Regions from separate parts of the Mus musculus genome. Here all the other regions are linked to region 1. Evidence: chromatin contacts called from public Hi-C and HiChIP or PLAC-seq data. All regions are on one chromosome and are shown on one strand. The core of a region is the stretch at or near the end of the contact, and the rest is flanking DNA. Distances in the headings are between cores, read along the strand shown.

What was found. A called contact is a pair of places that touch in the nucleus more often than the background predicts. HiChIP or PLAC-seq counts read pairs in DNA pulled down with a chosen protein or histone mark.
Region 2: a contact with region 1 is called in an H3K4me3 HiChIP or PLAC-seq map of bone marrow-derived macrophages, with 2.1 times the contacts expected there. The contact joins two enhancer-like sites. A contact is called at or near these places in 1 of 484 Hi-C or Micro-C datasets (bone marrow-derived macrophages) and 3 of 115 datasets of contacts at active chromatin or transcription factors (bone marrow-derived macrophages and embryonic stem cells).
Region 3: a Hi-C map of bone marrow-derived macrophages shows a contact between it and region 1, with 60 read pairs. The contact joins two enhancer-like sites. A contact is called at or near these places in 9 of 484 Hi-C or Micro-C datasets (Th1 cells, bone marrow-derived macrophages, cortical neurons and 4 more), 4 of 115 datasets of contacts at active chromatin or transcription factors (bone marrow-derived dendritic cells, bone marrow-derived macrophages and embryonic fibroblasts) and 1 of 9 other capture datasets (bone marrow-derived macrophages).
Region 4: a contact with region 1 is called in an H3K27ac HiChIP or PLAC-seq map of embryonic fibroblasts, with 18 read pairs. The contact joins two enhancer-like sites. A contact is called at or near these places in 1 of 15 datasets of contacts at CTCF or cohesin (the NIH/3T3 cell line), 5 of 484 Hi-C or Micro-C datasets (the C2C12 cell line, the MC38 cell line, the N1E-115 cell line and 2 more) and 3 of 115 datasets of contacts at active chromatin or transcription factors (bone marrow-derived macrophages, embryonic fibroblasts and microglia).

Annotation. Positions count from the first base shown.
Region 1 is chr8:128,162,942-128,168,134 of GRCm38.p6, forward strand. No RefSeq gene overlaps it. Among named protein-coding and RNA genes, the nearest start is that of Mir21c, 110 kb to the right of the region's middle. Within about 2 kb of position 2,195, at least 69 of the 459 cell types and tissues checked have an H3K27ac peak or open chromatin away from gene starts, as enhancers often do. A contact at or near this core is called in the MC38 cell line, bone marrow-derived macrophages, embryonic fibroblasts and 1 more, where this site is marked.
Region 2 is chr8:128,057,397-128,062,589 of GRCm38.p6, forward strand. No RefSeq gene overlaps it. Among named protein-coding and RNA genes, the nearest start is that of Mir21c, 220 kb to the right of the region's middle. Within about 2 kb of position 2,660, at least 8 of the 459 cell types and tissues checked have an H3K27ac peak or open chromatin away from gene starts, as enhancers often do. A contact at or near this core is called in bone marrow-derived macrophages, where this site is marked.
Region 3 is chr8:128,081,424-128,086,616 of GRCm38.p6, forward strand. No RefSeq gene overlaps it. Among named protein-coding and RNA genes, the nearest start is that of Mir21c, 190 kb to the right of the region's middle. Within about 2 kb of position 2,583, at least 8 of the 459 cell types and tissues checked have an H3K27ac peak or open chromatin away from gene starts, as enhancers often do. A contact at or near this core is called in bone marrow-derived macrophages, where this site is marked.
Region 4 is chr8:128,237,341-128,242,533 of GRCm38.p6, forward strand. All of the region lies in intron 1 of A930035F09Rik (a long non-coding RNA gene), which reads right to left. Among named protein-coding and RNA genes, the nearest start is that of Mir21c, 38 kb to the right of the region's middle. Within about 2 kb of position 2,916, at least 31 of the 459 cell types and tissues checked have an H3K27ac peak or open chromatin away from gene starts, as enhancers often do. A contact at or near this core is called in the MC38 cell line, bone marrow-derived macrophages, embryonic fibroblasts and 1 more, where this site is marked.

The sequences.
Region 1 (5,193 bases), core at 945-3,444:
AAAGATAAATCTCATATCTTCTTCCTCACACATATACTCTTTGTCTCTCTCTGACTGTCTTGCTCTGTGTGTGTGTGTGTGTGTGTGTGTGTGTGTGCATAGTTATGCACACAGATCATCAACCTGATATAAAGGCAGACAGGAAATAGGTTGGCAAAGTGTGTGACATATGTGTGTGAAATTTTCATCATGAAACCCTTGACCTTGTGTGCTATATTGAAAACTGAGAAAAGAGAGGGTAGAAGGGAAGGAAATAGGGATAAGAAGGTGAAGAGCAGAGAGAATGAGGGAAGGGAGAATGCTTACCATGATTTTCTAAGCCCAGTCCTATTAACAAGCCAAAGCTGCAGCCCAGAATTCTACATTATACTGAGGCAAGTGGGTTGAACATTGGTTTATCTTGATGTTTACTTCAGTTCTTAGTGCCCAGTTCTCAACATTCCTCAAGGAAAGGGGAAAGGCAGATGCAGACTGGAGTCAATGCTTGACTCCACTGAACTAGCCCATGTCTGATGGCATGTATGATGGAGAGCTAGGCCATGCCCATCTGAGAGCTGGCTTCTTTTCATTTGACCCTGGAGTTTAGAGGCTACCTGATAGACCAAATCCTTGCACTGATTGACTGGTACATGGTTTCAGTGACTTTTTCTGAAGGCTCCACCTCAGCTCTGTGGCACAAAGCACTAGGTAGATGAAGTCTTAGATTTTGCTGGATGACCTTTTCTGTAGAATCCAGGGATTTCAAAAAGAAAAATAAATGAACCATGACAAGTCCAGGGGAAATGACATAAGTTGACAGAGTCATTGCCCAGGAGTGTAGAGAAGTCTCCAGGTCACACACAAAGTGTCTACTATACAGCCACACTCTCAGCTCCTCCTAAGACATGCTCCATGGCTGACCCCTCTTCTTCCCTTCCCTTTCTCCTTCTCTTTCTTTCTCCTTCTCTTCCCTCTTTCTGTAAAGCTCTTCATCTCTCCCTCTCCTCCTCTTCTCACTCTCCATCACTCCTCCTTTACCCCCACATTCTCTCTCCTTCTCTACCTTTCACCTTCCCACTGCCCTTCCTCTGCCTTCTTTGAGTCTTTGACACAGGATCTCAAGCATCCTTGAACTCACTATGTTGGAAGGATGACTTTGAACTTGTGCTCCTCCTGCTTCTGACTCCCTAGTGCAGGGATTAGGGGTGAACACCTTCATTAGACAAGCACTGTGCCAAATGATCATTATCTCCAGCCCAATTCTGAGAAATATCTCTTGACTTCTACAACCCCCTTCACAGTTCCTGCTTTGAGCTCCATCAACTCATCATTTTTGTTTACTTGCAATGCCCTTCCCAGGATCATCTGTTCAGCTATGTTGCCTTTTGAGCTAGACTGGAAGATTCTAAGAGCTGGAACTACCCCACATACTTAGCTCTTCCCAGTGTGCCTCACAGTAACTCCCTCCAGACTGTAGATACACAACAAACATTGACAGGTAGACTAGGAGATTCTTGTTTCTGTTTTTCCTGAGAGTTTTTCCCAATAGCTTCATAAAGCAGGTTTCTAAACTGGCATGGATAAGGATTTGTCTGCACAGTTCAATTACTACATCTGAGTACCAACCTGCCAAGGCAGTGACACAGACCTCACTTTGTCTCATTGAAGGGTTATGGAGACATTATGCTTTCTGCACTTTGGCTTTTGTGAGCCTGTATAAGGAAAGCACAGAGTTTGTGTGTATGATGAGGGACTCTCCTTTCCCTCTGGGAACATATACCCATGTTGTGTTTGCCTATGGGCTCTCTCCAAGGTGCATTCAACCACAGCTGTAAGGCTCTGATCAGTGACCTATGGTGTCCCCCAAAGAGATGATGGAGCCCAAAAGCAGTGTTTACAGCCCTTCACTCTTTGCTGGAAGCCCTTCAGGCTGTGCTTTACAAATGAGGTTTTAAGCCGCATCACCTGAAGATGGATTTCTGTGCTCAGTCAGATATTAGCAGTACATGGTTTGGGTGGTATGAAATGGGAGTTTAGTGAGTTTAGTCCCCCCTTCACCTTAGGCTAATTATTAAAGAAAGTGTTTGTAGGCCTGCCGACTCTCATAATTCATCCTGACTCACACTTTTCTAGAGTCAGGCTTACAGAGCTCCATCTGCAATGCTGTGATCATTGCCAGAAGAACGTGGTAGGACTGAGTCATACTCCCCCATCTGTGATGGCGTGGGACCCTTGCTAGAGGAATGTGGTAGGACTGAGTCACAACCTCATACTCCTCCATGTGTGACGGCAGGAGCATAGCTGATGAGTGTTGTGGAACCAAGTCATCATTCCACGGTGCAGATGAACTCAGGGAACTTCATTCAGAAACAAGTCTGCCCTTTCCTTCTTCAGTGTGATGGAGTTACATATCCTAAGTCCTCCCATGAGCAAAGCAACCACAATAACCAGGTGTTCTAGTTTGCTTCTCACTGCCACAATACAGATACCATGGTCAACAAACATGGGGAGGGAAGAGTTTTTTTTGGCTTACTCATCTCAATCACAGTCCATTATAAAGAGAAGCTAGGACAGGCACTCTAGCAAGAACTGCAGCAGAGAACATGGAGAAACACTTACTGACTTGTTTCCTAAGGCTTGCTCAAGTTGATTTTTTTATACAACTAAAGACTAACTTCCTAGGGATGGCATGGCCCACCATGAGCTGGGTCCTTGCATATCAATCATTAATCAAGAAAATGTTCCACAGACTTGCCTACAGGCCAATCTTATGGAGCCATTTTCTCAACTGAAGTTCTATCTTCCCAGATGACTCTAGTCTGTGTCAAGTTGACAATGAACCTAACAACCACATCAGGTGACAGACTTTGATACCACTTTCAAAGAACAAACTTCAAAACTCCGGAAAGGAAATAGACAAGATACCAGGTGCCCAGAATCTATCGCCTTCTAAAAAGCACATTAAGAAGAATGGAATCATTTTTCTCCTTAGAGAACACTTACCTTGAAATATAGTCAACTGCCCTGGAATCTTCCATTTCTACTTTCTGCTTTTTCCCCCCTCTCTCTATAGTGTCTGCAAATTTGCATTCCTATGACATATGTGTATATTATGCACTTGAAAATTTTATATAAAGAAAGTGAGAACGGTGGCACGTAAGACTCTAAGAACGTTAAAGATTTAGTGCAACACCTAATTTTAGAGGTAGAGATACTGATCCAAAAGCAGGCCTGAGGCCCGTTTACAGGAAGCAAACAAATGTCCTACAAGAGATGGTAGTCTGGCTCAGCCCCCACCCAGTGCCCTCTTCAGCATGACTGGCATATACGTTAGCTAGACATTACACTGAGGCTTCCACCCACTCTGGCACAATCCCATTAGCGGTTATGAGAGTCCTATTATTAGAAAACAGCTACTGAAAGTATTCTCATCTCAAACTCAGGAAGTGGAAATGAAACCGAGAGTATTTAAGTTTGCTAAATAGAACACTGGAACAGTCCTGACATCCCCATCCTCACCCTCAAAATGATGAGGTTAGCTGGATGATCATTGATGGGAGCATCTCTATCTGAAACACCTATGAAGTCTAAGTCCTGTGAGTATTCCCCATGAGATTTGCTCTTTGTCTCTCCTCAACTGTGACTCTTGAAGGATCTCGAACTTCTATTTTTCCAAATATAAGATGGAGCTAATAATAATTGCCAAGCTGTGGTGACAGTAAACAAGATAATTCACGTTTATTCTTTGAATAAAAAGCAATGTGAAAATGCACCGTGAATCACTTAGGCAGCTTGCAGATAGCCAGGGACTGTGGGATAAAATTAGCCCAAGATGAAGAGGGATGCATTTGTTTGATGGATTCTTTCTCATGGATGCTCAATTCCAAGGTGAATCTTCTGCCTTTCAGAAATTGTGAGCCAGGATGAACTCAGGGCCACTATTAACATTTAACAAAACTGCACATTATTAAAATGGTAATCTGCATTCACTTCAGAGAGGTAAACTCCAGTGCACTCCATGCCTAGGGTTTAATGGCATTCTGCTGCTAGTTTAGATTGCAGATCTAGCAACTTCATCAACTGAAGAGCCGAGGCCCAATTGTAATACTTTTCGCAACATTTAGAAAATGCTTTTCATTTATTACCACCACTTCTTTGCTTTATATCCTCACTAACAAATATATCTATAAAGACGCTTAAAACTGATTCAACATATGCATATGTTGGGATGTGTTTGTAGATGTATGTGTGCATACATGCATGGACCAAAGGCCACCTCAGATGTTATCCCTCAGGCACTGTCTTTCTTTATTGAGAGAGGGTCTTTTGCTGAACTTAGAGCCTCTTCTGCTCTGTTTACCCAGCCCTGGGATTTTAAGTGTGTACCCCCATGCCTAGCTTTTGCACATGAAGATCAAATTCAGATCCCCATGCTTACACAGTCAGCACCTTATCTACTGAGCCATTTTCCCAACCCTTGAATTACTATCATACAGAGACTCAAGTCTCCATCATTGCATATATTGCACAGATCAGTGAGCTACCATTATTGCTATGACTTGAGTAGAACAATCTAAATCTGGCTCAGCTATCCCTACCATCAATTCATTAATCATCTCAAAATTGCAAATTCTTTTTTCTTTTCTCTTTTTTATTAGATATTTTCTTTATTTACATTTCAAATGTTATCCCCTTTCCTGGTCTCCCCTCCCGAAAACCTTCCCCCCCCCTTCCCCTCCCCTGCTCACCAACCCGCCCACTCCCTCTTCCAGGCCCTGGCTTTCCCCTATACTGGAGCATAGTGCCTTCATGGGACCTTTTTGAGAGCTTGTACAACTAACATCAATAAACAATGGCTTGCTTTGGGAAGGAATCTCTACCAGCATACTAGGGTGACTTGGAGGGTGCAGGGAGTACCTTTGAAGAAAAGAGAAGCTGGGCATGGTGGTGCACATCTAATCCCAACACTGGGAGGCTGAGGTAGGAGGCACAGGTTCCAGGCCAAACAGAGCTAGATAGTAAGACCCTATCTCCAAGAAGGAAAAAAAAAAAACCAAAAACCAAAAAACCAAAGAAAGAGATGAGGAAGATGAAAATTGTACCTGAGTTTTGTCTGTTTAGGAGAATCCAGCGTTAAGATAATAGCATTTGAACTTTAATTTGCATGCCAGTCACTCCCTACCCATCCTGAGGAAGTCAGTGTGAGCATTAGTC
Region 2 (5,193 bases), core at 1,410-3,909, 110 kb before region 1:
GATTGAGCATGAGGAGTCTCGACTGAGCAGAGCAATGGAGCCTGAGAAATAGGCTTGAATAATCTACAGTGCTTTCCAGCAATATACATGATTAAGTTTTCCATGTAAAGTGTGATTCTCTTTTATCTCACAAGTGTCTCCTTAAACAATGTTTTTAATTAGGCCCCTTGTTTTCATTTATTCCTTTATTAGAGAAGCTTCACGCTTAGCCTGACATTCAAATGTTCTCAGAAATAAACAGTTTCCATAAAAGCAAAATTTCTTCATAAGATCATTACTATTATGTTGTGCGGGAAATGGAATGGCACCTCCGGGAATTTAATGCTGTCAAGAGTCTATTTTGAGAATGTGTGACGGTCTCCAGCGAGATCCACACTGCCTCCATTTGATGGTTCTTCTCAAGAGGCAGGGAAGCAAACCCTTGCCGCTGATTAAAACCAAAGGCAATTTCTTATATGAATAAGGAAATTATCTCTTAAAATGGAGCCCCTTTTTAACACTGGAATCCCCAGGCACTTGCTGAACAGACCCTGAGGTAAAATTTCAATATCAGGAAAGAGTACGAGATACCACAAGATGGAAGACGTATCACCCCGCCTCGACGTAGTTTCACTTTTCATTTGTTGTTTTGTTTTGTGTTTTGTTTTGACTCAAGGAAGCAAAAGACTGGGGAGAAAATCTGCTCAAGAGAGAAACCATTTCCACTGTAGAGAACTTCACGGTTCACAAGCAAGAGCCAGACAGGGCAGGGGACCCCTCTGTGACTCATGTGTCATATAACATCTTAGTGTGAATGTAAGCATTTTCCTATGAAAAGGATTGATTTCTGCCCCTGACATGGGACTGTAGTGATTGGGAACAATATATTGATTTTTTTTAATTAAAGCCATCTTCCCGCTCATAATGGAAGGTCCTGCCCTTTGTGAAATTTATATCCATAGTCCTTGGGTGATGTCTGCAATTACAGCTCCCAGTGGCTAACACCACATCTGGGAACAGAGAGGAGTAATAGGAAAGAAGTTACTCTCCCCCTTCTCTTGGTAACTGGCTTTTAGTGTTGGTCAAAGGTGGCTGATGAAAGGCTGGATGGATGTGGAAGTGTCTAGCCGCCCCCTACTCCCCCACCACAGGACCCAGACGGGCAAATTCCCCAGGGCTACCCTGATTCGTGTTCTCAGAATTTCCTTCATCCCTGCCTTGCACTGTGGAGCATCTGGAAGATGGCAATAGAGGCTGTGCTTTTCTGTTTAAGTCACCCTGGCTGTGGAATTCTGTTCTGGGCGCCAGGGATGATGAATACTTTATTATGTTTCTTGGGTATTAGATTTCTTCTCATCAGCAAAGAAAAATCATGTGTGCTTATCTCATGGGTTGTTGCAAAGATAGGCTAAAATAGTGTTTATTAAAATACACGAGAATTTATAAATTCTCCCAAACATAGGATGATATGAGTGGTCCCCTCAGCACAGATCCCAGTTATGTGTGGATCCCTAATGACCTCTCCCAAGTGACAGACATGCCTCCTAGCAGGGTCATATGATAGAAAAATCACCATCTCATGGATGACTGCAGTGGAGGTGTGGTAACACAGGCTGAGGGCTAAGATTGCTCCATAGACAATTATTGCAGTCAGCCCAGAAAGCACTATAGACGAGTGCTCTTACCATCTAAGATAGACAGCTGATAAAAGATTGAAGGGAAAAGGACCACTATGAAGATTCATATTCCAGGAAAGAGGAGAGAGGGTTCCTTAAAAGAGCAAAGGAGAAGGGGCTGGGAGGTGGCTCAATGATAAGTACTTAGCTACGTAAGCAGGAGGACCTGAGTTTGATCCACAGCACCCACATAAAGGACAGCCATTGTGACACATACCTGTAATCCCAGCACTGAGGAGGCAGAGACAGGTGGATCTCTTGTGCTACCTATCTACCCTACCTAATAAAAGCAATAAGTGCCAGACAGACAGGAAACCCTGTCCCAAAACACAAGGTGGAAAATGATTGAGGAAGACACCCAGAACTGACCCCTGACATGCGAATGTCCACTTGCATGTATATGTGGATGTTTGAAGAAAATTAAATTTAAAAAAATAATAAAGAAATACAAAGTAAAGAGCTACAGGCAGTAACCTTCCAAGTCTGGCCAGGTTTCTTTTTCATCTCTGGGTTTAGCATCAATGGGACAGAACCATTGGCTCATGACTTTAGATGAAGACCCCAGTGTTCCCAGGAGGGTGGCTGTGTGCTTACAAGACCTTTACCTTAGCAGAGATACCTGTGAGAATTAAATCTTTGTTAGGTATTCATTCTTTGATGGAGCTGGGCTCGTGGTTTCATTTCTTGGTTTGAGATGAGAGATGAGAGAGACGGCACAGGGTATTTGGGGAAAAGTCATGAGTGAGCTGTGCTGTGGAGAATGGAGAAGTGTGGAGAAGAGAACAAGCTCTGCCCATTCAGGAAGCTCCTGGGAGTGAACGCTGTTCCCCATGCCCTACTCAAGGATTCTCCCAGAGACAGATGAGCCACAGAGGGTGGCGGTGGTCACCCTCAAGACTGAAGTGACAGAGAGGTGATCATCTACCATCTTCATCCCTGCTCCTCCAAGTCTGTTTCCTTCTAGTGTCTAGATTCCCTTTCATCCTCACCCTGCTTCCTCCTCTCCCCATGGCTTCAAAAGCATCCACTTCTGGTTTCTTCCCCTTTTCTATTCCTGAATCTTTGAGTATCTTGCTGACCCAGGACATGTGATTTTTTTTTCCCCTGATGAAAACATCTTGCTTGATTTTACTTACTCAAGTGATTCCATTTCTGCCAGCATCGCATGAGAAGCACCCCACACCAGAAGCCAAAGGTGTCAGTGACTGTCCCAGGGCACAGGTTCACTCTACTATTTTACCCAATGGGGCCTCCCAACTTGGGAAAACTTTCCATCAAGTACACCCCATGAGTCTCCTCTCTACTCTCACAGATGACAGATCTGTCTCCTTTCTCTCTTCATTGTGAACATGCTTCTTGCGGCATTCTTCCCTCCTTTTCAAGGTCACCCCATCACACATATCCCCAAGACACTCTACCATAGCGGTTACTGTCCGCAGCTCTCTTTCCACTGCCAACACTCTCAAAATGCTGAGAATGTATCACCTGGTTTCTCAGCATAGTAAATTCAAGTCATCTGTTCACAATAGCCTGGGGACAATTTGCTGAGCAGTGAAATGTGTCCCCTGTGTGATAGATATATCAAATTTGGGCCATCCTGGAAGGAGGCATGGCTAAGAGGCAGGAAGATGACACCTGGTCAGAACCTCAGAGCAAAAACTTTTCTCTTCTCACATTATGAAGACCTGCTGAAGATGTCACAAATGAACCATGTGATCAATATATCTGCACAATTATTTTATGTGTAAACTGCAGTAAAGATAACTCTAAGCTAGGCATGATGATACACCTGTAATCCTCCTAACATTTTTGGATGTGGAGGAGGTGCACAGATCTGAAGTTCCAAATCAGTCTTTAGCAGCTTGAAGCTTGCCTGAGTTATGTGTTTGCTAGTCTACCTCAAAATGTGGTGAGAACTAATTGACTTCAAAAAGGGTGTTTTGGATGGTGTGATGGTTTGTATATGTTTGACCCAGGGAGTGGCACTATCAGGAGGTGTGGCCTTGTTGGGATAAGTGTTTCACTGTGGGCATAGGCTTAAGACCCTTACCCTAGCTGCCTGGAAGTAATTCTTCTACTAGCAAGCTTCAGGAGAAGATGTAGAACTCTCAGCTATGCCTGCACCATGCATGCCTGCCTAGATGTTGTTATGTTCCCACCTTGATGATAATGGACTGACCCTCTGAACCTGTAACCCAGCCCCAAATGTTGTCCTTTTTAAGACTTACCTTGGTCATGGTGTCTGTTCTCAGCAGTAAAACCCTAACTAAGACAGATGGTTTCTGGTTTAAACTGACAGGCAAGTCTGCTGAGACCTTAATGCTCCCTTGAATAGATCTCACACCAGATAGAGTAGAATGGACTCACAGGAAGCAGGAACTAATGACCCTAACATGTACGAAGAAGGTAATTTATGCTATCCCCTTCTTTCCATGTGCTATTGATCCATACATAAATGCCTAGCTACCCCAGGTTTGATATAATAATAATAGGCAGATGTGGAAAGACTGGCCCATGTTGTAGAATAAAAAGTAACAAATTTTACTTAGAAAATAAAGATTGAATATAACGATTGAATTTAAGTTCTTATCTGATATGTTCAAAAGAAACATGTATTTTTGCAAATAGCTAATGAAGTCCTTCTGTTTACTAAGGGCTAACTGAGAGTGGAATTTGGGGCCATGGGAGCTAAGCAAAAGGCAGATGGGTATATCAGCTGTGGAGAGATGGGGACCACTGCAGAGTGCACATACTTCTGAAGCCTGTCTTTTACTGTCTAGTCCATTCCTGTAACAACAGACAGGGCTAAGTGATCTTTTGATGTTTAATTCAAGCCTGTCGCAGCTAGGATCGTCTGCTTATCTGGAAACGGTACCTGGCAGTGGCTTAAATGAACGAGTCAAGCGACAACTTCACTCAAAGGGGTGACACCTGAGCCAGGAGACAGGAAGTAACTTGGAGTGAGAACTTTGAAGGAGAAAACCCCTTTGATTAGGTTTCCAATTACTGAGGTCACGTCTTCATGAATCCGTGATTCACTCTAACAGACCCCTGGGCATATGAACCAGAAATTGCTACTAGGAGTCAGGTTCTGATAACCTCTGATTATCGGGAAATGCTTTCTCTGTGAATAGTCAGGGGGAAAAAAAGTGAAGAGAGGCTGGGACAGGACTCATTCAGTACGATGCCTGTAGCCCAAGCACAGGGACATGAGCTAGTTCTCAGGACCTGCGTGATAAGGTGGGTGTGGTGATATGAGCTCCTGCTGGGAAAGCAGAGACAGGCAGGTCCTTGGGGCTCACTAGCCTTCATTATGAGCTCCAGGCTAGTGAGCAATTCTGTTTGAAAAGCACGAGAGATAGTTCCTGAGGAATGACAACTGAGGCTGACCTTTTACACACACACACACACACACACACACACACACACACACACACACACACACACACACCCTACACACATATGTGTATATGTGCCCCTGCACACACATCCAAAAATATGAGAACTGAAAGGCAGTGACTGACAGAGGGAGAGGGCT
Region 3 (5,193 bases), core at 1,333-3,832, 81 kb before region 1:
CTTCTGGGATAAGCTTTGCCTGTCAACTTGTAGCTGGAACACATCTTAAAAGATCCAGCATGCAGCATCCTAGGTCAAATGTTTGACAGCTAAACACAAGACCCCAAACTATGCTTGGGCTCTCTGTTCTATTGAGGAGCACTCTGACAGAAGCAGGGGATGCTAAGGACATTGTTATCAATCTAACCCTTGTACATGAACATCCCATGGACCAGAGAAACCAGGATCACATTAGGACCCACCTAACTTGTGGCACTGAGCCTAATGAACATGGCAAGCTGTCATCTGCAGAACCAAGTATCTGAGCAAAGGAGACTGGCGACCTATGCTCAGCTCAGGGGAGCTGTGTGGGGGCATGCTGTGAGACAGAGAAATACATATCCCACCTTGGACAAGTGCTGGCCAGAATAGAGAGAGATGAGTTCCCATGGTTTTTGTGTTACCCCTGGCAGCTGGGTTTGGCTTCCTTGGTCTTTGTTGGTCACAGTGGTCCTGCCATTTGGGAAGAATCAAGGCAATTCATTTCCAGAATCCTGGCAGAAACTGTTGGCTTCCAGCTGACATCAGGGACTAGAGGATTTGGCTGGCTACAGAAGTCTGCCTGGATGATCCTGTTATCAGGTGAACACAGGTAAGCAACTCAAGTCAATAACATGCAAATCAAGGGAGTGCCTGTGATCAGATTAACTTCTCAGAGCTCTTTGAAAGCAAATCCAGTGCAGCTAACCCTTGTGCTGAATGTATGAAGAGTTCCCTGGGCTCTGTCCAAAGCAAAGAAATCAGGTCTATCTAGTGAGCTGTGGAAATGAGGATGGAGCTTACTCATCTATGTGGAAATAGGCAACGCCACTCTGAGGACTCAATATGGGTCTTAAAGACATGGCACTATTTCTCTCTATCTGACATGATCTCTCTCTCTCTCTCTCTCTCTCTCTCTCTCTCTCTCTCTCTCTCACACACACACACACAGACACACACACACACACACACACACACACACACACACACAATGTACAACTGGAAAAAAATAATGACCTTTTATGCTTGATTGTAAACACTGACATGTAGTCAGTCAGCAACCGGAACAAGTTCATCCTGGCTGAGAGGGTTTCAATGGTCTGAGTGTATGAACCCAGTGGCAGCTAATTCCTTGGAAGAAAGCAAACCTCAGGAGACTTGAGATCATAGCATGTCTCTGCTTTCCAAGTACTAGGAATTCAGGCATGCACCATACCTGTGTATGCATACCTATTTATGCATACCTAGTTTATGCAGTTCTGGAAACTGGACCTAGAATCTCATGCAATGCTAGGGAAGCACCTCACTGGAGAGCTATATCCTCACCAGTATGTCCCTTCTTAGGAAACCAGATCCCATCCTCGTACAGAGTAGCTCTTAGTTCACCTCCATGTCATTGACCCTTAGGAAGCATGCCCTTATCATATGTGCTCAACTTCCCAGTAAATCAACTTTATTTATGTTCATTTACATGTAAGGGTGTGAAGCTGTGAAGATAGTGTTGGATGCCCTGGAGGTGGAGGTAGAGGCTATTGTGGGTGCTGGGAAACAAGCTCAGGTCCTCTGCAAGGTCAATTAGTGCTTTTAACTCTAAAGCCATTTCTTTAGTTCCAGAGACACCAATTTTAAACATCTGTGCCCTGGAGCACAACACAGTACTTGTCAAGATCAAATCCAAGGTTGATATACTACACTCTTGGATGGCAATAAAGACATACATGCCTCATACATTCATGTTCCTATAATGTCCCTCAAGCCAGCATGAATGTGACATTGAGTTGGTCCATGTTAACCTGTCAGTGCTGGCAGTTACATATGACTGATAGCCAGCTGCTGACATCATCACTCCCATAACTACTAGAAGAACATAGACTTCTTTGAGCTCTGCTGTGTACCCCCTGTGATCTTGGGATAGTCATAAACATCTCTACTTTATTGTCCTCACCTGGGTACTATTTACTACATGTTATTCATTTTATTGTCACAATATTGTAAAAAAACATGGGTAGTTGAAATAAAGGCAGTGTTTAGAAGGGTTCTGGCAGACAAAAATCATGACTCACCCTGTGTCTGTCTATGTATGTGCCTCTGTGGGTGTGTGTGACTGTCAGTATCTGTGTTCAAGTGTACATAGGTGTATTGAGCCATTCAAGTACTCTTGGGGCCAGATGTAAATGTCTCCTGTTGAACCTGGAACTCACTCATTCAGCTAGACTGGTTGGCCAGAAAGCCCTAAAGGTCTTGCTGTTTCTGTCTCCTGGGGTATACTGGCTGGTTTTATGTCAACTTGACACAGGCTGGAGTTATCACAGAGAAAGGAGCTTCAGGTGAGAAAATGCCTCCCTCCATAAAATTCAACTGTAAGGCATTTTCTCAACTAGTGATCAAGGAGGGAGGGGAGCAAGCCAGGGGAAGCAAGTCAGTAAGCAATATCCCTCCATGGCCTCTGCATCAGCTCCTGCTTCCTGACCTGCTTGAGTTCCAGTCCTGACATCCTTTGGTGACCAACTGCAATGTGGAAGTGTAAGCTGAATAAACCCTTTCTTCCACAATTTGCTTCTTAGTCATGATGTTTTGTCCAGGAATAGAAACACTGACTAAGACACAGGGCTAGGATTACAGTATATACCACCATGCCTACTGCCTATCTTTTTATTTGGATGCTAGGTCTCTAAACTCAGATCCTCATCCTTGTATAACAAGCACTGTCCCAATTTAGTCATTTCCTCAGCTCACGCTGGTCCTATTTTAATGAAGCAATATCAAGCCAATATGATATGGGAGGAAGCAAACAGGTCATTTGTGGAGAATATTATGCTCAAAAAAAGATGTCAAATGCAGATGGTTAACACATTGAAATGGAGGTAAACATACAATCATAGACACACGAGCAAGTTTTATAAATTATTGATGCACTTTAAGCTATGAATTATTGACTTTTAAAATTATCACCATCTTTAAGAGAGTTGTGTTGGCATATCTCAGTGCTCAGAACATTTAGATCTCCAAAAAGTGTACATCTAGTCAAAGCTTCTTGGTCTCCAAAAGGCTGCAAAGAAGGTGACAGCTAAAAGCCATTAACTCTTTATGCTTTCTTTGTTGAAAATACAATGGGAGAAAGATACTGAAAAGCAAAACTAGAAGAGTGGTCCCTTCTTAGAGTTCTTTCTTTGGAAGTTGAGTCTCTCTCTCTCTCTCTCTCTCTCTCTCTCTCTCTCTCTCTCTCTCTCTGTGTGTGTGTGTGTGTGTGTGTGTGTGTGTGTGTGTGTGTGTGTGTGTTTGTGTGTGCTTGTAAATGAATTCTAAGGGGACCAGAGCCAATCTCAAGTGTTGCTCATCAGGTGCTACCATCTTGCTTCTTGAGATGGGGTCTCTCATTAGCCTACAGTTCACTGAGTACTCTAGGCTGGCAGGCCAGAGAGCCTTGGAGATATATTTATCTCCATTTCTCCAGCTGGATTACAGGCACATGACAGCATGCTTGGAGATCAAACTCAGGTCCTCATGTTTGCATGACAAGCACTTTACCACTGAACAATCTTCATAGTTAACCTTCTTAGAATGGTTCATATTCCTAAATAGAAAATTTCTGGCTCTAGCTACCTGCTGTGCTCAGGTTTAGGGAGTCTCTGTCATATGTAACATTAAATAGCACATCTCTCTTTGTGCTTAAAACATGCAACCTTGAGCTCGTTTTCAATGTAGCAAAGCACTGTGCTCAGGAGAAAAATCTTGGGGTCTGCATATGCTCTGGTCTCCAGTTAGTCCAAATGTAATCAGACTAAAACGTCTTAGAAAGTAAAGGCCTGCTTACAGAGCATTTCAAAGGCTATCCCCAAAAGTCATTTCCATCACTGACCTTTAACAATATGAGCATCAGTAAGAGTGTCTACTGAGTCTTGCACAGAGGGAGTGGGTGTCTTGGGATCAAGAACAATAAACTTTGCAAATGACTAGAGTTCCATTTTCAAGGTAGCCATTAGAGGCCTGAGAATTGAATGTGTGGACCATTAACTAAGGGTCAATTTTTATTAATCTCATTTCAAGTTTCATTTCATGTTCCTGAAGTTGTTATACTTTCTCTTGCTTTTTAAAAACCAGCTCCTTTGATTCATAGGCAATATACATCAGCAATTATACATGTAAAACTCAATGGGGTTTATCTTTTTTTCCCCAGCAGTGCCAGGAGATTGGACCTAAGGCTCTCCATATGCTAAGCAAATGCTAACACTGAGCCACATCCCATGGCATATTTCTGATTTCTATTTTGAAACACAGTCTCACTAAGCTGTCCAGGCTGTTCTTAAACTCACTCTGTAACCCAATTAGAGGTCTTGAATACGCAATCCTCCTGTTTCAACTTTCTGAGTAACTGCAATGATAGAGTTGTGTAACCATGTTCAGCTAAGTTCTACTAACCCCGAGTTTAGATAACTAAGTTAGATAAAGCTATTAACTCCCACTACCCCAGGATATCTAGACTATACCTATCTCTTTGAAAAAGTTCCCTGCTGCCTTACTTCCTTTTCTGGGGTTTCATAGGCTCACTGGGTCATTTCTTTCTAGCCTTGCTCACTTAGAATAAATCCCTTTGAGGTTTGTCTGTGTGGTTGGGCTCAGTGTAGTTTCTCCCACCAGTTGTGCAGTAGTAATTCTGTCATGTGACACTATAGATATCAAAAATCTAGGTTGCTTCTAAATTGGGACTGTTACAAATAAAGCTGCCAGAAACATTAGTTTACAAGTTTAGGTGCAAATCTTTTCCTTTTTTTCTTAAGGAAATATGGAAGCTGGAGGAAGCTCCCCCGACTCCATAGCATCTCTACCTTTAACGTTTTGAGAAACTGTAAAATTGTTTTCCAAAAGCATTGTGGCATTTTGCTTTCCTCAACAGGGTATGATACTCTACCCTCTCAAGTCCTTGTATCACTTGGTGCTGCGGCCAACTGGATGAGAGAATGTTCTGGTGTGTGCGGTCATTCCCTGGGGTAATACTACATTGCCCTGGTTAATCGTCTAGGCATGTGCTCCTGTTATTTGGCACGCATGTATCTTCTTTGGTGAAGTATCTTGTTAAAAATCTTTCTCCCTTAAAACATAGACAACACATCTTCCCCCATCTGATTTGCATGAGCTCTTTGACAGTCTTGTGATCATCCTGTGTCTAGGTCTTCA
Region 4 (5,193 bases), core at 1,666-4,165, 75 kb after region 1:
GCAAAGAATGAGCTCTATTATGGAACCACACCTCCAGCTCTCACTCATCCTTAAAAACCACAGGTATAGAACATAAACTGTCCCCTGGAATGGCATTGTTGATATATTGCTTCTCACTCTTCTCCTGTAGGAGCAGGGTCTTCCACAGAGCCCATGTCTATCTCACTCTGGAGCTCCATTGAACTCTGCTTTCTCTTATAGTCTTATCACATCGTTTATAAACATTTTATCTGTGTTACGGGAAAGGAATGAAATTCCAGGCCTTCGATGAAACATGCAGCTGAAATGCATGGTCCCCAAATCTATATTTAGCTGACTGGCTCCTGTCTAGGAGAGACGTGATAAATGTGTCCTGTGTATAAACTGAAGGATGATGGATTCAATGATCATACCCTAACTGGGGGATGCTACTTTGGAATAATTAAATGTTCCATCATTTGCAAGTCTAAATAGTCCATTGTGAGCTTCTGGTTTTGTCTGTCAACAGATCCTTCCAGTTTCTAAAGGAAATTTATCATTAAAATAATTGAACTGATAAAACATACGTCCACAGTGTGTCAGAGATGGTGCATTTCATACGATGCTAATTCAAAGCTACAGGTTAGAAAACCTAATCTGTATATGAACTGACTTCATAAACGGCAAAATGACACATATTATTTAAAGATATTTGTAGATATTCATCTTTAGGTGCCAAAAGGGTGTTCTGCTTAAAGAGGGGGATAAGCCTTTTGTCAGGTGAAATGTTCTATGGGCTGAGAAAAGCATTCAGACAGTGCTTGGTAATTAGTCATTTCACAAGTGGTTTTGTTGCTAATCTTCCTACCCTTTAAATGTCCATACACCTTAGGATTCTTTTAAAATCTTGCATGTCAAGATAGTTTTATCCAATTATATTGTATGTGCATCCTTTAGTGTATATTTTAACATAAAATTTCTAGGTCTTTTAATCTGCAGAATAGTGGTGGAGAAAATGAGTGGGTCTGATGCGTGTTAGTCACATAGACAGACAACTTGCTAGATGATGGGCAGGTTTATAGATAAATAATAGATAGAAGATATAATTGACAGATGAATAGATAGATGGTAAGTGCATATAAATTATTGATAGATGAGAAGTAGATAAACAGATGGTAGATATAGATAACAGCTAAAGATAGAGCCATCAATAGAATATATATATGAATAACATACATTCTTTTGCATGAAAACTTTTTTCTTCTAGAACAGGGCTATAGAAAACTTTCCAAAAAATGGGAATGGGTGGGTAGGGAAGTGGGGGGGGGGAGGGTATGGGGGACTTTTGGGATAGCATTCTAAATGTAATTGAAGAAAATACATAATAATAAAAAATATTTTAAAAAAAAGAAAACTTTCCCTAACTCTACCAGACATCTGCTGCAGTGTTCAAGCTCTTTGAGTACTACCCTGCACTTAATATGGAAACATACCTGGAAAGATCATCACAGTTGCACATTAGTGACACACATGTGTAGCACTGCACTTGCTTCTTGAGTGCATGATTCCTCTCTGATACTTCCATGCAGCCAAGTTATACGAGCACATTTGAGAGATTAGCTAAAATTGCACTGTTGCCTACAAACTCAGTTTGCCACCAGGAACCTTTAAATGCACCTCTGATCAATTTTAATCATTAGCCATTGATCCTCACATTACCCAATTAATATATTAAGAATGTTGCAAACCGCAATGAACCTAGCCACGGCCAGCAGCACTCTATTGCCCTGCATAGGCTATGTGGTCCATATGTGGAGCATGTGCATGTGGGGAGGCCCTGCTGGGCATGATGGGAATCATGCCTGCCTTTCACAGCTCACTGTGAGTCAGCACAGCAGCAGTGAATGCACAACAGGCAAGCAGGGAGTAGGTCACTGCAGACTGAACTCAGGCTGCAGCAGTAATGAACTGGTAATTCATTAGATGCTTATATCTGCTGTTAAGAACTCCATATTAAGAAGATTTTCAAACTGTTCAGATGGGGCTTCTTAGCATCCTTGTTGATGACTTCATGTAACTCAAGTACAGTCAGTATCTTATTGATTCTGAATGGCCTGAAGCACTTCCCTCATTATGACGAAGGCCATCCGATGATGGTAACTGTCTGCGTGTAAACTGCAATGAGACCATACAGTGTAAGCCCAACCACTCTAACCTGGTCCATTTAGTATTTCAAGATTCACTAATAATCAAATGTTCCTTAATACTCAAAATAATCCTTGGGAATTTTAAGGTCAATTTATTTATGACTTGCTTCATTTAGAACCTTGAAGCAAACTCATCTACAGTTCAGGGGATCTCCTGAAAAAAAAAAATCACTGAATTACTCACCTATCCCTGAAACAAAGTCTTATATCTGTCAGTGTTGGTGGATTTTTGTGAATCTCCATAAAAAACTTTTATGAATATTTAAGTAAATATTTTTAAAACAATTTGGATGAGAGAGAAGCACATAGTCTGCAGGTTTCAGAGTAAGGAGCCTCTTAAATTGTATGAAGGCTGGCTCTTCCTTTAACAGTCATGAGCTATCTTTTAGGTATGTTTCAAATACATTAAGTATGTTCCACCATTAATCAGCTTAGAGCTGACCACTAAAACACTGGGAGGGATTTGTCTCAGTGCCACACAATGACTCAAACTTTTATAAAGGAAAAGTCAAGCCAACGTCAGTGCTGGTGACTCACATGAATTTACTGCAGAAATTAAATAAAAGTAAAGTGCCCTAGGAAGTTCTGATTTAGTAAGCAGTGTAGACAGGGCATTATCAGAGATTAATTGTGTTTTAATCATAATCATAGCCATAAATGAACACTAAGCTATCATTCAAAATTATGGAGACCGGCACAGGGAGAGATGGCTTAAAGGGACAAGAAGGAATGGCCTTCATAGAGTCATGCTTGGTTAGATTTCAGAACAGGTTGTGTACTCCTCAGATCAGATGGTAGGAGACATCCACTTCTTTATCCTCTTACAGTGGCCTCTTCAACACCTGCTAATATAAATTAATGACGTTTAGACAACTACCTAACTACTTTAATCATTGCACAGCAAAACAATAGAACATAACAATTACTAGAAAATAAAAGAAAAGAACAATTACTAGAAAATTAAACAACTGCTGGCCTCCAACTTACTAAATAGCTAGAGATGAGCTTGGAGTCCTGGTCTTCCTGCTTCTACCTCTAAGGTTCTGAGATTCTAGGATTGCAGCACTATGCTGGATTTATGCAATGCTGTAGGTGGAATGGGATTCTACCACCTCCCAAGACCCTAGCCCTAAATAATTATTTTTAATAGAATATAATGTTGTCTTAATTCCTTCTTTGTTGTCAACAAGTCACTTAACTTCTTATTCCTATAAATCAGAAGTTTCTTATTTGTTTCTTAAGATAGTTCAAATGATAAAAAATGGATATGCAAATACCTTGAATCTAACAAGAAACTAAAGGAAAGAACTGATTCATTTGTTTGTATCTGTAATTCAAATTACACAAGCGATTGGATAGCCTACAAGGGTGGTTCTCAACCTTCCTAACAATGCTGACTCTTTAATTAGAGTTCCCCATGCTGTGGTGACTCCAACCATAAAATTCTTTGCACTGCTACTTCATAACTATAATTTTGTTACCAATATGAAGCATAATACAAATATCTGTTTTCCAATGGTCCTAGGCACTGGGAGAGCATCATTTGACCCCCCAAAGGAGTTGCAACCCACAGGTTGAGAACCAATAACCTAAGAGGAAGTTACAGAATGCACACTACACCTAAATGAGATGTTTTGTGTATAGTGACATCAGCTGATTTTGTAGACATGAGACATTAACTGTTATGTGCAAACAAAGAAAATATAGGTAAGACAAAGGAGAAAACTTAGAAAACTAAGCAATATACAATCCAGAACCAGCCTGGTTAATGCCATCCTAGACACATAAGCTCTAAGACAATGATCGTATACAAGGCAATATGCATGCAAAACCCCTGTGTGTAACATACATATTCCAAAGGTAACTATATATACCACTGTGACAGTTTACATGGATTGCTGACTTGGCAGAATTCACAATCCACCTGAGAGAAGGGCCTCTGGGTATGCCAGTGGGTTTATCTTATTAAGTGAAATAGAGACACCCATTATGGGTAAGACCATTCCTTGAGTGAAGAACCCTGGATTTTATGGATGGATAAAATAAGGTGAGCATTGGCACAAGAGCTTTCATTGTTCTCTTCTTCTGACTGCACACATAATATGACCAGCTGCCCCACACTCCTGCTGTTTTGACTTCCCCACCATGATGTACTGAACCTTCAACTGAAATCAAATAAACAACCTTCTTTCCTTAAGTTGCTTTCGTCAAACTTATCATAACAACAAGAGAAAGCTAACAACTACTAAATTAGACTAATACATAGCAAAAATCAATGAAAATAGAACCTAAAGAATCAGTAGACTTCAAGTCATATATCTCTTACTCAAGATAAATATTAGTGTTTAAGCTATATGTGGTAGCACATATCTGTACTCCAGGAGATGAAGCCAAGAGGATTAAATGTCAAGGTATACTATTATATATAAGAAGTTTCAGGGATCCACCCCATAATCAGCATCCAAACGCTGACACCATTGCATACACTAGTAAGATTTTATCGAAAGGACCCAGATGTAGCTGTCTCTTGTGAGACTATGCCGGGGCCTAGCAAACACAGAAGTGGATGCTCACAGTCAGCTAATGGATGGATCACAGGGCTCCCAATGGAGGAGCTAGAGAAAGTACCCAAGGAGCTAAAGGGATCTGCAACCCTATAGGCGGAACAACATAATGAACTAACCAGTACCCCGGAGCTCTTGACTCTAGCTGCATATGTATCAAAAGATGGCCTAGTCGGCCATCACTGGAAAGAGAGGCCCATTGGACACGCAAACTTTATATGCCCCAGTACAGGGTAACACCAGGGCCAAAAAGGGGGAGTGGGTGGGTAGGGGAGTGGGGGTGGGTGGGTATGGGGGACCTTTGGTATAGCATTGGAAATGTAAATGAGCTAAATACCTAATAAAAATGGAAAAAATAAATAAATTAAAAAAAAAAAAGTTTCAGGCTGGCCTGTGATACATGAGACCCTGTCTCAAACCAAACCAAACCAAAACACAGAGAAAGACAGAAAAAGATAGGTATT